Regions from separate parts of the Danio rerio genome. Here region 1 is linked to region 2. Evidence: chromatin contacts called from public HiCAR-type data. All regions are on one chromosome and are shown on one strand. Each heading gives the region's core, a stretch centred on a gene start, on an enhancer-like site or on the middle of the called end of the contact. The rest is flanking DNA. Distances are from core to core; before and after follow the strand shown.

Evidence for each region. HiCAR-type assays count read pairs that join an accessible place to other places.
Region 1: a HiCAR-type map of caudal fin shows a contact between it and region 2, with 14 times the contacts expected there. The contact joins two enhancer-like sites. A contact is called at or near these places in 9 of 18 Hi-C or Micro-C datasets (caudal fin, embryo, fibroblasts and 3 more) and 1 of 4 datasets of contacts at active chromatin or transcription factors (caudal fin).

The regions. Positions count from the first base shown.
Region 1 is chr7:33,842,539-33,845,582 of GRCz12tu, reverse strand. No RefSeq gene overlaps it. Among named protein-coding and RNA genes, the nearest start is that of uacab, 86 kb to the left of the region's middle. Within about 2 kb of position 1,327, at least 4 of the 62 cell types and tissues checked have an H3K27ac peak or open chromatin away from gene starts, as enhancers often do.
Region 2 is chr7:33,538,974-33,542,287 of GRCz12tu, reverse strand. All of the region lies in intron 2 of LOC141375393 (a long non-coding RNA gene), which reads left to right. Among named protein-coding and RNA genes, the nearest start is that of paqr5b, 26 kb to the right of the region's middle. Within about 2 kb of position 1,882, at least 3 of the 62 cell types and tissues checked have an H3K27ac peak or open chromatin away from gene starts, as enhancers often do.

The sequences.
Region 1 (3,044 bases), core at 78-2,577, 300 kb before region 2:
CCCAGAATTAAAAGCATTGGATTTGGTTGTAATTGCAACTCCAACACCTCGGAAAGCACTTCAAAGATTTTATTCTAATAATTCTGTATATTAGAACAAAAACTAAATCTGTGAAACAAACAAAACAAAACAAAACAAAACAAACAAACACAAAAAACAGAAAAATCCTAATTTACTCAACCTTTACAGTATTTGTTCCCTGTTTGCCATTAGTCATTGAGTTCCATTTCACAAATCACCAAGGACCATAGGTTCAGCTAAAGAAAAAAAGCTCTTTGCTAAACAAATACTGTAAGTCAGCTACATCATGAATTGTCTGAAGGTGATATTAACAGCAATTTTTTTAAAACATTTTAATAACCAACTTAAACTGCAACTAATCCTTTGTAGGCCAACCCCACTGACAGATGCTGACCAATAGTTGCAGGTACGTTTGTCAAGTTTCAGGAAATCGTTTTGTTTCTCTGTTGGCATTGGGTGGCACTTGTTTTTATTGTAGTTTGGTCAGTCTCTGCATTGGTCAGTGTTAAGTTAGCCTTTAAGCAACATATTTGGACTATGTTGTAGATTTTATGTTCCCAGGTGCACTGTAAAAAAAATCCTGGCTGCCTTACATTTTTAAGCTTAAGTAAGTCCATTGAACTTATATTATGTTAAACTGACTTAAAATAGCTGGTGTAATTTATACAATTAAGTTTAAACATGATTAACGTGGATTAATAAGTTACAATGACCTAAAAACATATGCTGTCAGGACTAATTGATCATAGAATCTTTTGCAGTGTGCATATCAGGGCTATACTATAAACCTTGTATGAATACTAAAGGAGTTTCAGTTATTGTGATGACTTTGGTATCATGTTTTTCAAACTACAACGATGAAAAGCTAATTATTTATATAAAGAAACTGCTTAGTAGTCTAGTTTCAATCCAGTAATTTGCTTAAGGGATGAAAAAAAAGTCCCTGTTCTTAGAATTAAGATCTTGAGCCTGACAATCTCCATCATGTTAAGTGGTTTTAACTGCGCAGGCCCCATTGTGCCCATTCCCCAATTCTGTCATTTGCCCTTAATTACCATGCCAGCAGAGTCCATTAAATATTCTCCAGCTAAAGCCTCATTAGCTTCTGCAGGCTAAATGGTCAAGAGATGCACGGTTTATTGGTTGTAAGCGCCGTCTTCCCTGAATCATTGCCTTGAAGTCGTAACCATGAATCAGGGCTCAGAACACTCACCCAGTTTTCATCTCTGCGTTTTATGATTGAGTGAGGCAGGAGTGTGGTGTAGTTCCACTCCCATCCTCCAGAGGGCAGGCCTACATTATGTTTTATGCACTGTAAGTCTTGGATTGAGCAGGAGTGAAACTGGTGAAAGCCAGAATCTGACTAGCTTGGCAGTATATTGCATTATTGAGCAAGTAAACATTATAGTATCACATTTCCCTCTTTGTTTTTCTAACTGTGCTTTCTGGAGTAATCCTAGTAATGATCTGCTAACAGGCTATTTATTTTTATGTGTTTATTTTTACATATTTGGATTCACCCAGGATTTTGGTGATCCCTGCCCAAAAGCACAAAACAACCTCATCCAATGACTTTTATTTAATGAATACCTCGGAAATGCTTGGAAATAAATCTTGTGTCTTGCAGATGCACAGGCTGAGCTCATGCTTCCTCTGCAGTGAATATTTGGCGCCGTATCTCTGTTTACACAGGTGAAATGGTCTATCATCAAATATTTGCGTGATTTAATGCTTGAAGTTCATTGGCCGAGGTGTTGGCAAGTGATCTACTGAATCTGCTGGTTTGTCAGAGCCACTCATTCCTGTTCTAGAAGGGCAGTAGCATGCCAGCTCCCATTATAATGCCTCTGCGAATATTTGCCCGGGCTCACCTGCTGCCACATCTGCGGAAATGATTGCAAAGGGTCTGTAAAGATGTGAGGGTGGAGGCATACAGCGTACAAAGCTTTTAGTGGGCCTTTTTTTACCTGACCAAAAGAAATAGGCTTGTAAATGCAGTGGGTTTAAATTGTTCATCAAATGACAACAACAATGCTTCAATTACCAGCATTTGAGTGCCAATCCCAAACTATTCACTTTGCCTGCAGAGGTTTTCAATCAAGCAGATTGCACTGAAACTAGAGATGCCACACGCAGAGAAGTGTGTTTGTGTACAATGGAGTAATTGAGCTGTTTCATAAGCAGTTAGATGTCAAAACATAGTATGTGTGCGTACTGTAGAAAGACATGCGATACAAGAATGCGTATGGATATAAATACTCGCCGCTTATCAGACTCGTTCTCGTTTTCATCCAAATCACATTAAAAGAACTCATCATTCCACTACACCAGTCACATCACAAGCAGTAGATAAATGCGGGCGTTTCAGATGCTGTGGAGAGACCAAACAGACTCTGCTTCTGAATTTGTGGCTTTTGATGTGCACTTTCTGTGGTTTTGGATGCGGTTCTGACAGGTATTGTCCCTGAGGCGAAGGATTACCTGAGGCTTCCTTGCATAACAGACCAAAACAAGTTATCAGAGGGCTTGTAAGCCCCTTCGTGGAGAGTGCAGCATAAATTATTCGAGCCTTGCAGATGTTCCGAGATCAAAATCTGCATGAATTTATGCCATTGGCAGCGAGTCCCACTTCTTATTAGTTTTCATGATGCATGCTGGAGCAGCCGCGATGCTGGGGCTTTTACAGGGGTCATAAATCTGGGTCTGTCATCATCTCAACCACTTTGGTAGAGATTATTTCACTCCGCTAATAAAGCAACTCCCGCTCGACATTACAAATGCCTGCAGGTTAACAACCTTGGCAGGCTTGCGATCTCGGCGCTCACTCGCACTTCAGAGGCTTTTGCGAGCTGGGAAAGAAATGGAAGCCCAGATATAATGGAGACCCTAATGGATCCCAGGTGGTTGTTAGATCGCAACCCCACCTGATGTTTTCCTTTTCAGCGGGGAAGGACCTGGGTCAGCCTGCCTCAAGTGTTTGGAATTTCATTGTTCATTTAGTCTCTCTTTGATGCTGCTACATA
Region 2 (3,314 bases), core at 633-3,132:
AATATTATTACAAGGAGGTCTTGGAACAGTGAGACTGTGGAGCTGAGGAGGAACTGACAGCTGTTTCCCTGTTCCCTGATCAAACATGACAGGATGTCGCTTCCTGCATGTCATGAATATGGACTTTGAAGATGAATTGGGATATTTGCCACCTATTAGTATGGGAAAGGGAAATATCAATCTGTCTGTCTATGTATATTACATAATATATAATATGCAGGCTGGCAATAAAAACTTTGAAAACATTATCTTTTTTTAATGTTTTGAAAGTAGTCTCTTTTGCTTCTCAAGGCTAAAAAGACTGTCCGTAAAATAGCAGTTTTTCTTTTTTTGTGATTCATGTTTTATGCATTATGGGACCATTATGGAACTGTAGAGATACATTTCCAAATCAAAAGTCGATGGAGCAACCACAAACAAACAGAAAACACAAAAACGGTTAATTAACAGAGTTTTTACTGTGTATATTTATGTGAAGTACAGTAAAAACAGAAATATTGTGAAATACTGTGTTGGGGAAATAAAACAAACATCAAATAATATATTATAATCTTATTTTTTGTCCAACACTGAATATTATTTAATTTTTGAAAGTTTTTTGTGTGAATGTCTTGTGGGTACTAAAATTGTAAGCTGAATTTCAACATCATTACCAACTTTAATGTCACATGATACATGAAAATGACAATTAGTCAAAACAAGAAGTCTTTTCATTTGTTGATTAGATTGAAATAATTTTTTCTACTAAATATTGATTTCTTAACTGCTCTTAAGCTAAAACAAAAACATTTTGTTGACATTCTTCAGAATTTAAATGTCTGGACAATTTTGCTTTTGAAAGTTTAATAACATTAAAAAAAATATATTATAATACTAGAATTTGTTTCATAATATTATATTTTATTCATTAACAATAAAATAACTACATTTAAAGTCAGAATTATTAGCCCCCCATTGATTTTTATTATTATTATTTGAAATATTTCACAAATGATGTTTTACAGAGCAAGGACATTTTCACAGTATGTCTGATAATGTTTTTTTTCTTTGGAGAAAGTCTTGTTTATTTTATTTTGACTAGAATAAAAGCCGTTTTTAATTTTTTAAGGTCAAAATTAATAGCCTTTTAAAGTAATATTTTGTTTTGATAGTCTACAGAACAAAGCGTTGTTATACAATAACTTGCCTAATTACCCTAACCTGCCTAGTTTACCTAATTAACCTAGTTAAGCCTTTAAATGTCACTTTAAGCTGTATAGAAGTGTCTTGAAAATATCTAGTCAAATATTATTTACAGACAGCATGGCAAAGATAAAATAAATCAGTTATTAGAAATGAGTTATTAAAAATATTATAGAAATGTGTTGAAAAAAATCTTCTCTCCATTAAACAGAAATTGGGGATAAAATAAACAGGGGCGCTAATAATTCGGGGGGCTTAAAAATTCTGACTTCAACTGTACATAAATGCAACAATTTTATGTTTAGTTGGTGACTGTTTAAAACAGGAGAACAAACATTGTCCTGTGCTGCCCCCTGCTGATACCATTTTGAATTACAAACCTCAGAAATCAGATTGGTCCTGGATCCACAAATAATTGCCCTCATTTATCAGAGGTTGCAATCAAGAATTTCCACCATTTTAATTCGGATCGGTTTGTTTCTTTTAAATGGCATCCAGCTGTGATCAGTTTCAAAGCTTTTTGTGCAAAAACAAACAAGCGTATCTCAAGCTCTCATTTCACAGTTGAAAGTGTGAGTGTGAGAAGAGCAGTTAAATCTCCTCCAACAAGGCCTTCTTAACGGGGCACTAAAGTATACTGTCAGATGTGTGTGGATGTGTGCTTTTGTCAGCCTGTGTGTTTGCCTTTCACAATTTGCTTTGACATTTGTCATCTTCTGCCAACAAAACAGAGAATGCTGAGCAAACAGCATCAGTCAGAGTGTGTGCACAGTAAACCATGTGACAAAAAAGAGAGGATGGGGGAGGAAGTGAGACACATGCAGAAAAACACACAGAGGAGAGCGCCAGATTCACACATTAATCAAAAACAAGTTGGTCTTTTAAACTATGAATGGATCTTAAAACTGGGTACTCAAAGAGTTAAGCTCTATAATTCAAAGATGTGCTGTATAAAGTCGTATAAACAGCTTACAAATTTGTAATTGTTTCTGTAAATCTATATTTTGTCATGCAAAAAAAAATTATAGCTTTTAAAATCCTTATAAATGCATTTTCAACCATCAAAAAATGTAAACAAAACTTTTTTTTTGTTTTACTTCAACTAAATGATAGAAAAAAATGGCCAGTGGCCAGTGACACCTACAGGTTTCATTGAGAAAAGCCACTGAACAAATCACTGAAAGAGTCGCTAATAGATCAAAGGTTAACTGTCAAAATAACCATCAGTTGTGCAATGTGCAACAAAAACATGTAAAATACATGTAGTGGTATAGAAGTTCTAAGCATGCATCTCGTATCTCGACTATAGACTGTATGACGTATTTGTGGGCACATCTTCTCTGGTAAACAAATCCAAATTTGCCAATGCGTCATTATGCGACACATGTACTGTACATGTAATACATGGAAGCAAATTTTACATTTCTGGGATGATTAAACCTTATAAATATATTAAATTGGCTACATAAATCATATTGCTTACAGTATTAAGTTCTAGAACTTTTTTTGTTTTACTTTAATTTAATTAAGGAAAACAAATATAGCTCGTTGGTGGCCAGTGACACCTACAGGTTCAATTAGGTAAAGCCACTGAAGGAATTATTGAATGAGTCGCTAATGAATCAAATGTTAACTGTCAAAATAACCATCAACTTTGTAGTGTAGCTGTAGAAAGGGTACTGATAAATCATATTTTAAAGTAGCATTACTTGCCTAAAAATGTAGTGCAAGGAGTAAAAGCATCTGTTGTAATTTTTACTCAAAATATGAGTATTACGTTGTTAAAAGCTGATGTGTTTACATGTAATTTGTGTGTAAACGTAACATTCTGTAGTGCATCTAGTTATTGCCCAGCAGGCACACAATGTCGTATGACTTAATATTAGGTTAGATTTAGGTTTTGATGTCAGGTGACCAAAATTAAATGTCTAGTTGGTGTCTAAGGACAACTTTATTTTGATGTCTAATGACAACATCGTTGTTAGAAAGGTTGTTAGAAAGTGACTAAAATTCAACGTAAAGCCAACATCTTAAACCAATGTCATATTGATGCCAAATACTGACATTTTGTTTGTCAGGTATGGCAATCAAAATCCAACATCTGATAGACGTCATAGTGGTATCGTCCCCAC